Linked DNA regions of Mus musculus: region 1 is linked to region 2. A link is a contact called in public Hi-C data. All regions are on one chromosome and are shown on one strand. Each heading gives the region's core, a stretch centred on a gene start, on an enhancer-like site or on the middle of the called end of the contact. The rest is flanking DNA. Distances are from core to core; before and after follow the strand shown.

The links. A called contact is a pair of places that touch in the nucleus more often than the background predicts.
Region 1: a contact with region 2 is called in a Hi-C map of the N1E-115 cell line, with 4 times the contacts expected there. The contact joins the enhancer-like site here to the promoter of Tac4 in region 2. A contact is called at or near these places in 8 of 39 promoter capture datasets (the 3T3-L1 cell line, embryonic stem cells, hippocampal neurons and 3 more), 1 of 15 datasets of contacts at CTCF or cohesin (embryonic stem cells), 9 of 484 Hi-C or Micro-C datasets (the HL-1 cell line, the N1E-115 cell line, embryonic stem cells and 3 more) and 5 of 115 datasets of contacts at active chromatin or transcription factors (astrocytes, bone marrow-derived macrophages, embryonic stem cells and 2 more).

Annotation. Positions count from the first base shown.
Region 1 is chr11:95,641,950-95,649,092 of GRCm38.p6, forward strand. No RefSeq gene overlaps it. Among named protein-coding and RNA genes, the nearest start is that of Phb, 21 kb to the right of the region's middle. Within about 2 kb of position 2,097, at least 45 of the 459 cell types and tissues checked have an H3K27ac peak or open chromatin away from gene starts, as enhancers often do. A contact at or near this core is called in the HL-1 cell line, the N1E-115 cell line, nephron progenitors and 1 more, where this site is marked.
Region 2 is chr11:95,259,838-95,266,312 of GRCm38.p6, forward strand. Tac4 (tachykinin 4) reads left to right here and starts at 1,692. Exons shown (of 4, transcript NM_053093.2): 1 at 1,692-1,982; 2 at 5,378-5,471. The coding sequence starts at 1,863. Gm11515 (a long non-coding RNA gene) reads right to left here and starts at 126. Exons shown (of 3, transcript XR_388972.1): 1 at 1-126.

The DNA.
Region 1 (7,143 bases), core at 847-3,346, 380 kb after region 2:
TCCCCCAACTCAACACCTTCCTAGCTCCCACTGCCTGAAGGAAGAGACTCCTTAGTCTGGCCCCCAAAGCTAGTCCTCTGTTCAGCAGCCCCTTCCCACCACCCACATTGACAGACCCTGGAGTAGCACTGCATAGTCACCTTTGGATCCCTGAGAGCCTCTATAAGGGGACTGCTTATTCCTGTCTAGAATGTCCCCTTTCCCTTTTCTGAGAGCTAAATCTTCTTTAGCTTTTAATACCTGAAGGACACCTCCTCCAGGGAGCCCTTCCAGATTTTCCTCCTCAGCAGGGGCTGTGGTTCAAGGTTGCCTTTTAATTTAAAATAAACAATTATTATTTGTATATGTGCACATGGCCTGAGTGGGGACATATGTGTGGAAGTCAGAGGACGACTTTTGTGGAGTTGGTTCTCTCACCTTTACGCAGGTTCAGGCAATCAAATTCAGGTTGCCAGCCTTGAGTGCCCATGCCTTGGCCCACTCTTGGCTAGAATTTTTTGGTAACTGGGTGTGGAATATCAATGAAAGCTGGGGGCCACAGTAGGCTGCTGCCAAGGACTCCTGGAGACCGCCCATCCTCAGGGCTGACATTGTTGCTGTAGATCACAGCACCCCTGGAAGAGAGAGCAGGGTGGGGTCACAGAAACCTCTACTGAGCCTGGCACAGATGGATGCCAGCAGCCCCGGATAGAGCCCAGGCACTGAGTTGGCATGGCTCTGCTGCCGGAGATGAGGGTGAGACAAACAGCAATTAGTGGAGCCCAGGCTTGGGCTCTTAAGGCTAATTACCAATTAGATGGGGCTGGGCGATTAGCAACATGAAAGAGACAGTCAGCAAATAGTCACTGCCTGGCAAAGCGGAAGGTGGGGGGGTGGCCAGCGGCTGGGTCTCCTAGTGGTTAGTACGGTTCAAGAACCAGCAAGGAGTCCTCAAGGGTAGATTCCTTGTCGTTTTGGTTCCCAGGATTAGCTTCAGACTGGAACTGGATGGCCTGGCTTGCTGATGGCTCTGGGGTGGTAGCAGTTCGTACTTTGCCACACTTGGCCAGGTGATCTCTGCAGGACAGAGCCTTTAGGAGCCTTCATGGCAGCCACCCAATCGCCCAATCGGATGCATTTGTGTCTGGAAGGGTGCCGGCAAGGCTGGAGGGATGGAGGGAGGGAGGGAGGGAGCGAGGGAAGGAGGGAGGCCAAGGCTGATGGCTTCCTTCCTCCCTGTTCCTGGCTCAGCACTTCTTCACTATTGCTCTCCCCCCTCCCCCACCCTCCATCCTCCCTCCTGCTATCTCCTCTCCTCTCACCCCCACATCTTTTGACTGCTGGCTTTGCTGGCTTTCCTGTCTCAGGCTCTTGCTCTGTGGGTCTCTCTGTCTCCTTTCTTGAATCCCATAGTCCCTGCTGTCACTTGGGGTGGGAAATAGGCTGCAACAGGAAGACCTGAGGCTAGACACAGATACAAAGATCATCTGATAGCAGGAGTGAGCCAACCCGGGGAAGGTGGGTGTAGGGACCGCCTCTCACTACCAGGCCATGTGTGGATGACCCCATAGAGGACTCCGCTGTAGGCTCCCGGCAGCAAGAACCAAATGAGTCCTGCTGGAGCATGGTCACAAGTCTACCCCTGGCACATCCCTCTTCTCACAAGTGTCTGGTAGAACCTTGACCAGACCTGGAGGGCCAAAAAGCTGAAGGGATCCCATCTTCTGAAATGGCTTCCTTTTCGACTTTTCCTAGGCTGGCCTGGCTGGCTGCAGGGGCTGAGGGTGATGGTCGGGGCATCGAGTCTCTGTGTGCGTGTGTGCGTGTGCGTGCATGTGTGTGTGAGAGAGACAGACAGAGACAGACACAGAGACACAGACAGAGACAGAGAGAAACTTATCTCAGCCACTGTCTATGTCTCTTTGTCCTCTGGGTCCACAGAGGACAAAAGGATGCTGCTGTCCTGAGGGGATACTCTGTGGAGTACAGAGGGGTGGGAGGAGGGGGGAAATTGGGGAAAGTTAGCAGAAGGCCCACCAGGGGAGGCCTGTTTGGAGGAGAAGGAGGCCTCAGACCAGAAGACAAGCTTAACAGTGGGCGTGGTCTAAAGCGCTCCTTGGCCGCATCTCCTTGTCTTGGCAGCTTTGACCATAAATGTGCTACACAGGAGATCAAAGCATGCTGGGCTCCTGCCCCAGTGTCAGTGGGGTTGCAGGGACTGCCCAGGGGGCCCCTAGGGACAGGTGTCACACCCCCAGCTTCCCCTCCAAGTGGCTGCGTTGGAGTCCTCCCAGATGGGGAGAGTGACCTGGCGTAGGGGAAGGAAAGAAGAGCATCTGCCGGTAGGAATGTGGAAGGAAAGGAAGGGCCATCTCCAGGGCTGGAGCGGGGAGTGCCGGGGCCCCTGTTGGGGCTTTTGGCTCTGTGTGCTTTGTACTGCCACCCCTACAGTGGGTACTTTCCTGGGCCAGAGCCCTGCCGTGGTTAGAAGACGATGACCAAGCCAGTGGTCTTCTGGCCTCTGAACTCACCCCTCAGCTATGCCCCCCAGACAATGGGGTTCTTTCTGCACAAGATGGGCACGAGAGGACCCGTCATGGACTTGTGACCTGAGGGACAGGCCTGCCCCAGGCCATGGTTAGGCTTGCTCACACTTGTGGTCACTAGCTGGCCTTAGGCCAGGGTGGACTAAGGAGAATGTGGGGCTCTCCTCACTCTCTGGCAAGCCAATGCCCGGGATTCCAGTTGGCATGAGATGGCCCTATCGGGCATAGCTGGAGCCTACAGGCACAGGCCAGGGCTGAGCTGTTTCTGACCCCGGCAGTAGGTGCCTAATGAACAGATACCCAGAGCAGGGCTGAGAGGATGGAGGAGAGAGAGGATGGGGAGACAGAGAGAGAGAGAGAGAGAGAGAGAGAGAGAGAGAGAGAGAGAGAGAGAGAGAGAAAGGTTACACCTGGACTGGGTTTGAGGAAGGAGTGCTCAGAGCACACCCTTACTGGTCCCTCAGGAAGAAGGTTCAGTCTGAAGAAAAGGTGCTTGCCAAACAGATGCCCAAAAATCTCAGAGGCAGAGAGGCAAAAGCGAAAGACAGAGGGGACGTTATTGAGGATAAAGGCTCAGAGAAAAAGCCCATTTCATCAAGAGACGATCAGAAGGCTTCCGAAGGGACTAGGGGCATTGGAGGGGGGATTGCTCTGGCAGGCACGGCTTGGATCTGGAAAGGGGCTTACCGGGGAGGGAATGTGCAGAAAAGAGCACAGAGAGGCCAATCTCAGCTGTAACCTTAGCACAGCACAGGGTGGGGGAGGCCCAGGTTTCTGTCTCGAGCTCAAAGCCCTGTCCTGCCCTCTTAGTTCTCTTGCAGCCCACACCCTTGGGCAGTGGAGAGATGGGTGGGGGGCAGGAAGCACGGTTCCAGCCGCCCCTCGCCCTCGGTGGCCGGACAGCTGTTGTGCGCAGCTGCTGGGGGCTCTGGGGGCTGCGGCGGATTTGATTTGATTCAGGCCCCAAAATAACTAGTGTAGCAGGAAGCGGCCCCTTCCCCCATCCCCTCCAGGACACTCCATCCGGGGGTTGGGGGGGCTGCGTTGACACCTTAGAGGTTCTACCCCATCTCCGCCTCGTCCCTGATCTCCCGAGCCCCGGTCCTTTCTTCCCCCGCTCAGCCTGCAGCGCTTCACCAACGGGTGCTGAGCTCCCTGCTGCCCTGCTCCACACCCCTTCCTCCAGGAAGCCCGCCGGGTCCAGGCCGCCAGAGCTGGCTCTGCCCACACACGATCCCAGCTCCGCCCGCAGCCCTGAGCATCGCAGCCGGGGCCTGTGGCCAGGCACGGGCGGGTTGCGGAGGGCACACAAAGACGCGGGCTGCCCCGGCCTTTGATGAGTAATGGCTATTCCCTGGAGCCACGATTCCACTCGGCTGCTTTGGCGCCCCCCTGCCCCTCCCCACTCCAGCTCCTCAAATAAGACTCGTTTTTGTTCGCAGGACACAATGCGAGAAAATGTCACCCAGGGGGCGTGCCCCCTGGCCCCTATCCCTGACAACCGGAGCTCTTAATCACTGGGCCTCCTTCCTCCCCAGCCTCCCTCCCCAGCAGCTGGGGGAGCTGAGGGAGCGGGCAGCAGTCAGGGTAGGGGTGGCCAGTTACCACCTTCTTGCTCTGAGCGCTCTTCCAGCTGTAGGTTCTCCCCACTCCCCAACACACACACACACACACACACACACACACACACACACACACACACACCATCTCCTGTACTCAACTGGTTCTTCTCTTGCCATCAAAACCTGCCAGGACCTCTATACAAGTGTTGCATCAGAAAACTGTAGGAAGCTTTGAAAAGTGCAGTACCAAGAGAAAAGGCGTCATCAAGAGTGGTAGTGCGTGAGGACCGATGTCTGTCCTTTCTACAGCCACTGTGTCCAAGCTGGCCTGCCCAAGGGGACTTTCAGGCTGAGATTCCACTGAAGAGATCTCTCTTGTTTGGATAGATTTAGGGCAAGAGGCTTTCTTTCCATGCAAGGGCTCTGTGGCCAATGGTGGCATTAAGGCTCAGAGCTGAATGTGATGACACCTTTAATCCCAGCACTGGGGAGGCAGAGGCTAGTGGATCTCTGAGAATTCAAGGCCAGCCTCGTCTAAAGATCCGAGTTCTAAGACAGCCAGGGCTACACAGAGAAACCCTGTCTTGAAAAACAAAAACAAACAAAAGGATTGACTGAAAGAGACAGAACTGTGGCTCTCCCCACTTACCTCCCTGAGAATCTGTTCATCTCCACCGCCATGTGAGTGAGTGCTCTACCTGAGAACTGTGTGCCTTGCTCTGCAGACCCAGCCTCTCTGGCTCAACCCACCCTTAACTTCTATATACACTTCTGGAGCCTTCTCTGCAGAGGTCTCAGTTACCAATCACATCATCTCTCCCTCTAAAGCGTGTGTCTACCTGCTCACTTTCCTCCATCTCTTCAGTCTCTGTCTCTGTCTCTGTCTCTGTCTCTGTCTCTCTGTCTCTCTCTCTCTTTCAAGACCTCTGTACCAGGAATCTGGGAAAGGACTCTCTGTCTCTGTGTGTTTCTCTCTGTCTCTGTGTCTGTGTCTCTCTCTTGCTCTCTGGGTCTCTGTCTCTCTGTCATCTCTGTCTCTGTGTGTCTCTCTTGCTTCTGTCTCACTCTCTTGCTCTCTCTCTTTCTCTTGCTCTCTCTGTCTCTGTTTCTCCGTGTCTCTGTCTCTCTGTCTCCGTCTCTGTCTCTCTCTCTCTGTCTCTCCCTCCCCCCCTCCTCTCTGTGCCTCCCTCCGCCCCTCCCTGCTTCCACTCTTGTCCCCCTACAGTGCATTTGCCACACAGCAGACAGAGCAATCTTTATAAAATGGGAATCAAATCATGTCACTTCCTCACTTAAAAGCCTCCATAGACTTCTCATTGCCCTGAGACTGAAAGGGAAAGTCTGCTGTCAGTGAGGTGTGGAGGCAGAAGGATGGACAAGAAGGCACTTTTCCCTGTGTGAGGAGGGACCCTCCCCCCCCCAACCCCGCCAGCCAGGTGGTAATTGCAGTGCAGAGGCCAATGCCCCTCCTTTGAGGAATATGCTTAGACTTATAAAACTTGTGTGCCCGAGGCCCCACGACGACAGACGGAGCCACACTGCTTGCCCAGGTCTCCCACCTCATTTGCTGCCCATCTTCCCTTTCCCTGACTCCAAGGAATTCAGGGAGACAAGGGAAGATTATATCCCAGCGTGTGACTTCCAGGACTATTTCTGCAAGCATTTAATCACTCAGCACATGTACTGAATCCCTCCACAGAGTCAGAGTTAGGCACGGCGATTCATAAATAGGGATTCTGGCCTATCGGCGAGGGCAGACAGATTACAGAGAAACATAAGATGTGTAATGGGAAGCCTGTCTGGAAACTGGAGGGGAGGGACATAGGGAGGACGAGGAGGACGCAAAGGAGACAAATGTTTGTCCTTGACCCCAGCCTCTGCAGAGGAGTCTGAGTTCACCAGGCAGATGTCCAGGAGCCCCTGGAAGAACACAGGCTGGCTGATCAGAGCATGGAGAGAAGTGTGGTGCAGACAGGTCAAGGAGCATGCTGGGAACTGAGCTTAGGCCGGGCAAGCAAGGGTCAGACCATGAATGGACTGGGAAGTCTCATTAGGACTTGGCTTCATCTTCAGACCACAAGGCTACAGTGGGGATGCTAGGACAGAAATGTGCATAATCAGATTTGTGCTTCAGAGAGCACTCTGGCAGCAGAGAGATATGATAGACCGGAGAGGGGACAGGCTGGAGTCAGGGAGACGGACTGTTCCGGAAGAAACGGTGATGGTGGGGTGGGGGTGGGGGTGGGGGGTGGGGACATTTTCAGGGAAAGCCTGCCCAGACTTCGTGAACATGGAGTGGGACACGTGAGACAAGAGAGCTCGATGTGGACACCTGGATTGCAAGCTTAGGTGATTGGGGGAAGGGAAGCAGGGGTGGGGGTGGGGAAGACATGTGAGGTAGATATCTGAGGGACAAGCAAGTAGAGACCTGGAAACCTTGTCTACACTTAGAGATGAAATGTGCCCTGGGGCAAGGGCCCAGGGGTCATATCAAGAGCATAGAGATCAACAGATGGCTCTCTCAGTGTCCCTAGGAGGTTGCTGCCTCTCATGCCTTCCAGAGGAATAGCCTCACACAGGAAGATGAAGTCAGGCCAGGAACTGATGCTTGCCTGCAGAAACCAACACCAGCCAGGAGTTACATGGCCGTGCCAGGAATGGGTGAACCTCTACCCCCCTCCCCCCATGATTGTGCTTTAGAAAACATCTGACGAAGCAAATCCTCATGTTTTTCAGATGCAGAAATGGAGACTGGCTTTCCCACCCCACCTCACCCCCTAAAAAAAAAAAAATTACACATTGGGGTGAGGATGGAGAATCTGCAATTACCAGTGAACCATGCACAGTCTATTTCCATGGAGCCTGTGTGTGACAGGGTCAAAGGGAAGGTGTCTGGAAGAGGCCTGGAGACCCTGCAATTGCTGACCCTTTCCCATGGTAGATGGCTCCCAATCCCTAGAGAGCGCCACCCTGTACTCAAGGACACTGGCTCCTCCTAGTGGCCATGTGGAGCATTGCTTTTGATTCCCCATTGGCTAGAGCAGTCCCTAGAGCAT
Region 2 (6,475 bases), core at 442-2,941:
AATGCCGAGGCTCGGGCGTCTGCTGTGCCTGTGAACGATTTACGCAGTCATTCATGAACTGCTTGCACCGTAGCAAGTTTGCAGACAGGGAAACTGAGGCTCAGAAACTCCTCACAGGGGCTGGAGAGATGGCTCAGCAGTTAGGAACACCATCTGCTCTTCCAGAGGTCCTGAGTTCAATTCCCAGGAACCACACGGTGGCTCACAACCATCTGTAATGGGATTCGATGCCCTCTTCTGGTGTGTCTGAAGACAGAGTACCCACATACTTGAGAGAGAGGAGAGAGAGAGAGAGGAAGTCTGGGGGCTTCTCTGGGTTCCTCTCCTTTTCTCAAACTTCCTCAAACACATCTCTTTAAAGTCAGGTGCCATCAAGAAAAATATACACCAGGGTGGGTGTAATTCAAGAGAGTCAGGGCAGAGTGTGGAGGTCCAAATTATGGCCCCATCACTAAACTTCCCTCCTGTAGCGGAGAGAGGAGAGAGGAGGAGAGACTCCTCACAGACTAAAGTTAATCTATCTGTGCCTATGGTGGGAAGGCTACCTCCTATTCCAGAGCCCATGCTGGGATCCTCAGGCTAGCCTATAGCGAGTCTGACCTGCCTGTTTGCACATCTGTAAAAGATGTTCAGCCTGGCCTGAACCAGGGAATCTGCATTTTAGCATGTCCTAGTATTCTGAAACAACCCCTATTGCAGCGCACCACAGGTTTCTGGCGTTGAGGTTAGACACAGTGTCTTCTTCATCTTCCCATCCAGTCCCAATAATAGTAATAATAACAATAGTTAGCCAGACAAGCATGGGGACACTAGCCTAGCACTTGGGAGACAGGTAAATCTCTGAGTTCCAGGCCAGCCTTGTCTACAAAGCAAGTTCCTGGACAGCCATGACTACACAGAGAAACTCTTATCTCAAGAAAAAAAATAACATTAACAATAGTTAATGGACATTAAATATAGACATCCCACTCTGTGCTGAATGTCCCATGTGCACTATCTTATTTGTCCCCAGCCTTTGGTCCTAGGGCATAGAGGGGTTAAGTAATAGCCAGAGGATCACATAGCTATTCAACGATGATGCTACAGTTGACAGGATGGATGAACGGATGGCCAGGCCGAGAGGGAGGAGCTGAACAGAGAATGAGTTTGTAGTTTGTAGAAGAGTGTGATATGGAAGCACACAGGCTACAAGCAGAAGGGACAAGTGTGGTTCCGTGTTAGAAGGCCACGGAAAAAGTGGAAAATCACTGTGGGTCAGTAGCTGACATTGGGGTTCGGAAGCCATTTTTCTGGCAAATCTCATTTTCCACTTGTAAGAAGCCTCGTTTTTGTTTTTTTTTTAGGGCTGGCACTTTCCAGGGCAGGCAGTGTGTTCTCAGCACTGATGGAGAGAGAGGATGGGAAGAGTACAGAGAAAGAAGAGATGGGGTGGGAGTGGCCGATCAGCAGTGACAGACAGGAAGTGCAGGAAGGAAGCACCATACCGCCCTCTCTCTTCCCATGGGGGTTGTCATCCCTGGCAAGCTGTAACCTCCAGGTCCCACATACTGTGCCATTGTGCACCTGTCACAGGAGGGAACTCTGCCAAAGGGAAGGCTGGTATTGCATCAGTGTTAAGCCTTGGGATCAAATGTTGGGGTGGCAATGGGGAGGTCTAGGCTCCTGATGTCACTGGCTCTATCAGCCAAGGAGAGAGGCTGTCCCATGAAGCAGTGCAAAGGTGGGGTGAGGCATAGGAAGGAAGCAGAGAGTCTAGGACACATCTCAGCCACATACAAGTGGCCCCGTGGGGACCGGAGCCTGCTGGAGGAGGTGGCATCAGGCTGAGTGGGGCTCCCTGGACAGAGAGGCACCTGCTCACCATGTTGCCTCTCCTTGCCCTGCTTCTCCTGATCGGGCCATCAGTGTGCACTACAGCAGGAGACAGAGAGGAACTGGCTTTTGGTGCAGAGGCAGAGTCCTGGGTGACCGTGAACCTGAAGGTACCTTTCTGAGATGGTGACCCATGATGGAAGGCTGGGAGATTCCTTCTAAGGCAGCCAGGATAGCAGAGTGCATTCTCCTAAGCACTTTAATGGCAAGACAGACTGGCCAACTCTGCTGGATGGGGAGGGTCAAGCCTTGATCTGTCCAACTACCAGGGGAGCGTTTGGCTTATACACGTGAGAGCAACAATGTGTGCTGTATAGATGGAAACATTTAGTTAGCACCTACTGTGTTCCTGGTACTGTCCTAACTGCCTTATGAAAAGTAGCCTATTTCAACCTCATGGGGAAAATGTCATTGCTATCCCATTTCACAGATAAGAAAACCGAGGTACAGAGAGGTCACAGAGCTTCTTTAAAGTGAATTGCCTCAAAAGCACAGCTTCTACTTTAGCTAGGTTCTGGTTCTATGTATATTTGAATTGGAGATTGTTTTCCAGAATTTCTTTTCAAGTGACCAACTGGAACAGGATTGCTATTTTGCCTCATACAAGGAACTAACTGCCTTTGCCTCCTGACAAACACTGGTGTTTGACAATGGTAGCGTCTACCACCCTCCTGCATACTGTTACTGGGAAGAAACAGTTTTTAAGGAATTATTTATTTTATGTATATGAATACACTGTTGCTGTCTTCAGACACACCAGAAGATCCCATTATAGGTGGTTGTGAGCTACTATGTGATTGCTGGAAATTGAACTCAGGACCTCTGGAAGAGCAGTCAGTGCTCTTAACCACTAAGCCATGTTACCAGCCTGGAAGAAATCTTAAAGTTGGAGCCCCAACCCTACTCTGAGATCCAGTATCCCTGACCTGCGTGAAGACCCTGACCTTGGAGCTCCCAGTACCTCCTCGGGGAACCACTGGTAGTCAGGGAAGATTGAACTGGAGGGTAACAGGAACCTGTGTCCCCACAGTCCCAGGATGGAAAGGACACTGCTCAGTTTGGTGTATGGTGCTTAGCCATGTGAGGTCCCTGGAAGTTCTTAGAATTGAGAGGTTAGGGATGCAGCTCAGTTGGTGAAGGGCTTGTGTAGCATACATGAAGCCCCGGATCCAATCCCCACCACCACACAAAACTGCATGGTGGTGCATTCCCAGCACCCAGGAAGTAGAGGCAGGAAGATCAGAAGTTTCGGGACCATTCTTAGCTATACAGAGAGTTCAAAGCCAGTCTAGGGAGGGGAGGAGCAGTAAAACTGGAACCCTAGAGAGAACCACTCACAGACAGCCCTGCTGAGGGTGGGGAGGGCCCTCTCTAGCTTGACTGGGAAAATGTGGGCACTGGGAGACGTGGGTTTAAGTCTGCTACTCGACTTGACCTCAGCTTTCTTTTTTCTTTCTTTCTTTCGAGACAGGGTTTCTCTGTGTAGCCCTGGCTGTCCTGGAACTCACTCTGTAGACCAGGCTGGCCTCAAACTCAGAAATCCGCCTGCCTCTGCCTCCCGAGTGCTGGGATTAAAGGCGTGCGCCACCACGCCCAGTGACCTCAGATTTCTTGCCTGCAAGATGGAGAGAGAGGGAAAATGAGCCCTAGCTCATTCTCACATTTATATATATATATATAATTGGTTTGGAGTCAGTGACAGACATACAATGTGTGAAAAGTCCAGCTGGATGACCGAGAGCACTGGGCGTGGCCACGTGGAAGTGCCATCAACCTCGAATGCGCTGTCACCTGGTTTTCCCTGAAGTCAGTTAGCTCACCCTGCAGGAGTGAATCTCAGTCTTGTCTCTTCCTCTCTCCTTTAGTGTCCCTCTGTCTTCTAGGAGAGTAGAGGCTAGGCTAGAAAACCAGAAGTACAGACAGACTCTGCGGGTTGCTAATTGTCACTACAAATGGGACATTCTGATGGCTCCCAGGGTGCCCTGCCTGCAGCTCCCCCACCCCCCACCCGCCCTGGGGTAAACTAGAATGGTCCTCCTAATGCCTCCCCTCCCCCAGCAGAAACCTAGTGAACAGAAGGGTCTGCTTTATTTCATTCGTAAAAGACCACTCTTTCCAGCATGCACTTTGTTAAGGCAAAGTGGTTTTCATGAGCGGTTCGAAGATGGGCCTAAATCTCCAAAGAGACTTTTCTCTGGTTTCTGGCTAGGCTGGGCGACTCCAGCTGGCGACAGCTGCCCCAGCCACTGACGTCTTAGGGAGGAGACAGATTGGGAGACTGAATTAGGCCAAGAATTAGAAAACAGACTCTCCCTATCATGAAAACAGGGTGCGATCAACCCCAGACAGCAGACGGGCCTTCCATGACATACAGCTGGATCCCTGGAATGCTGAGATCCTGCCCAGGCCCTAAGGAGAGTCCCCGATCTGTCCCCAGTTCTCAGACTCACTCGAGGCTGTGGCCTATCTTCCTTCAGCCTTGTTGGAAATGGTGGTTCCTGCCAGTCTCAGTTCAGAGATGATCCCTCAGAGACTTAAGGCCAAAGAAGGAGAAGGCTTTGGCCAAAGTTGCAGAGCGGGTGGGGGGAGGGAGACGGGATCTACAGCTGTTGGGGAAGGGTAATGCTAATTGGGCTAAGCTAGAGGATTAAAATGGCTTTTCCAAGGACAATAGCTCCTCCCAGGATGCCCAGCTCTGGGGAGGCTAAATCTGGGAGGCTGGGGGAAGAGAATAGAACAGCCCTTAGCTCTGGTACTTCCGACAACTAAGGGGCAGCCAGATTCTGTCCTTGTTGATATTTCTCAAGATGGAAAAGACCATTTTAGACCCAGCTTCAGCTTCTCCTGTGCTACCCTAGTTAAGGGCAACCTTAGTTTCCATGTATGTAAAACAGACAGGGGATCACATGTTCTCTTGTTGAGACAGTCTTACTCAATATCCCTAGCTGGTTGGAGCTCTATATAGACTAGTCTAACATCTGGTTTGTGCCAATCCTCCCGCCTCCACTGTGTGTGTGTGTGTGTGTGTGTGTGTGTGTTCCTGCCTCAGCCACCTAGGTGCTGGGGTTACAACCACATGCCGCCATGTCCAGCTCCAAAGTCTAATAATAGTTAATATTGAAATTTTGACCGGAGTGTGCTTGAGAGCCTGCCCTTTGATCTAGATGGCTCAGATTCAAGTTCTGACCCCAGTTCTCAGCTACACTACTTCTGGACATATTTCATCTCTACACACCTGTATGTCTTCATCTGTTAGATGGTGACAGTAATAGTATTAGGCACTATTTTCATGAGGTTTGGCTGAGAATTGATGTTACCTAAATTAAAGGTCCTTAGGGCAGTGCCAGGAACACAGTATGTGAAGATTTCCATCATCATTAGTACAATGTGCTATTTGGGGTAAACCGTGAAGAAGAGCCTGGCGCCAGGCTGTTGAGATGGTTATCCACCCCTCCCCCTTTCCTCATCAGCACCACACTCTAACGCTAGCTCTCTGCTTCTCCAGGGAATCCCCGTCCCCAGCATTGAACTTAAGCTTCAGGAGTTGAAGAGAAGCAGGACTCGCCAGTTCTATGGTCTGATGGGGAAGCGGGTGGGAGGTGAGTGACAAAGGCTGTGAGCGTGGCTCAGAGTGGCTTCTGCAATACCCAGGAGAGGGAGGGTGCTCATGGGATAGTGAGGTACACTGTCTATCAGTTGTCAATCAAGCAGGATGCTCTAGGGAGTGCCAATGGTAACAGGTATATAAGGGCTATTCAGTAGATGAGGGGCTGATGGTTTGCACCCTGGTTCCACATCAGAGAGACGGGAGAGTGCTCTGAGGCTGGACAGCGGCACTGAGATGTGAACGAGACAGGCTTTCCAGTCAGTTCTGTGCAGAAGCTGTCCCAGAGACGGAGACGAGTCAACTGGACAAAAGCTGTTTCTCTTAGGTTGCGATTTTTTTTCTTCGACACCATTGTCCTGCGGAGCCACGCTCAGTACGAGCACTTGCTCTGTCCATTTGGAGCACACTGGCTGCATCCATCAGAGGCGGAAATGTATGCACCTTTTCACCAATAGTTTCACATCAGGAAATCTCAAGTTCGTGGGAGGATGTCACGTGAGCCCTGAGATGTTGCACCATGAGGCTCATTGCTGAGTTGATCATAGCAGCAAAACCTAAGACCACTAGTGGGGGAAAGGTCAAAATGTAGAACATAAGTGCAACACAGTGGCACATGACAGTAGTCCTGACACTCGGGAGGTAGACACAAGGTGTTAAGTTCAAGCTCATTGTCAGCTACACAGTGAGTTTGAGGCCTACATGAGATCCTGCCTTTAAAAAAAAAAAGGGATCAGGGAGATGGCTCAACTCAAACATGTGCAGCTGAAGTCAGCAGCCAACACCCACATGAAAAGCTAGGTCGTGCACCTGTAACTCCGGCACTGGGGAACGAAAGGCCGGACGATACTTGGGACTTGGTGGTTAACCAGTCAAACCAAATGGTGAGCTTCAGGCTCAGTGAGAGGCCCTGCCTCAAAGACCAAAGTGGACAGTGATTCAGAAAGGCAATCAGTGTCCACCTCTGGCTGACACACACACACACACACACACACACAC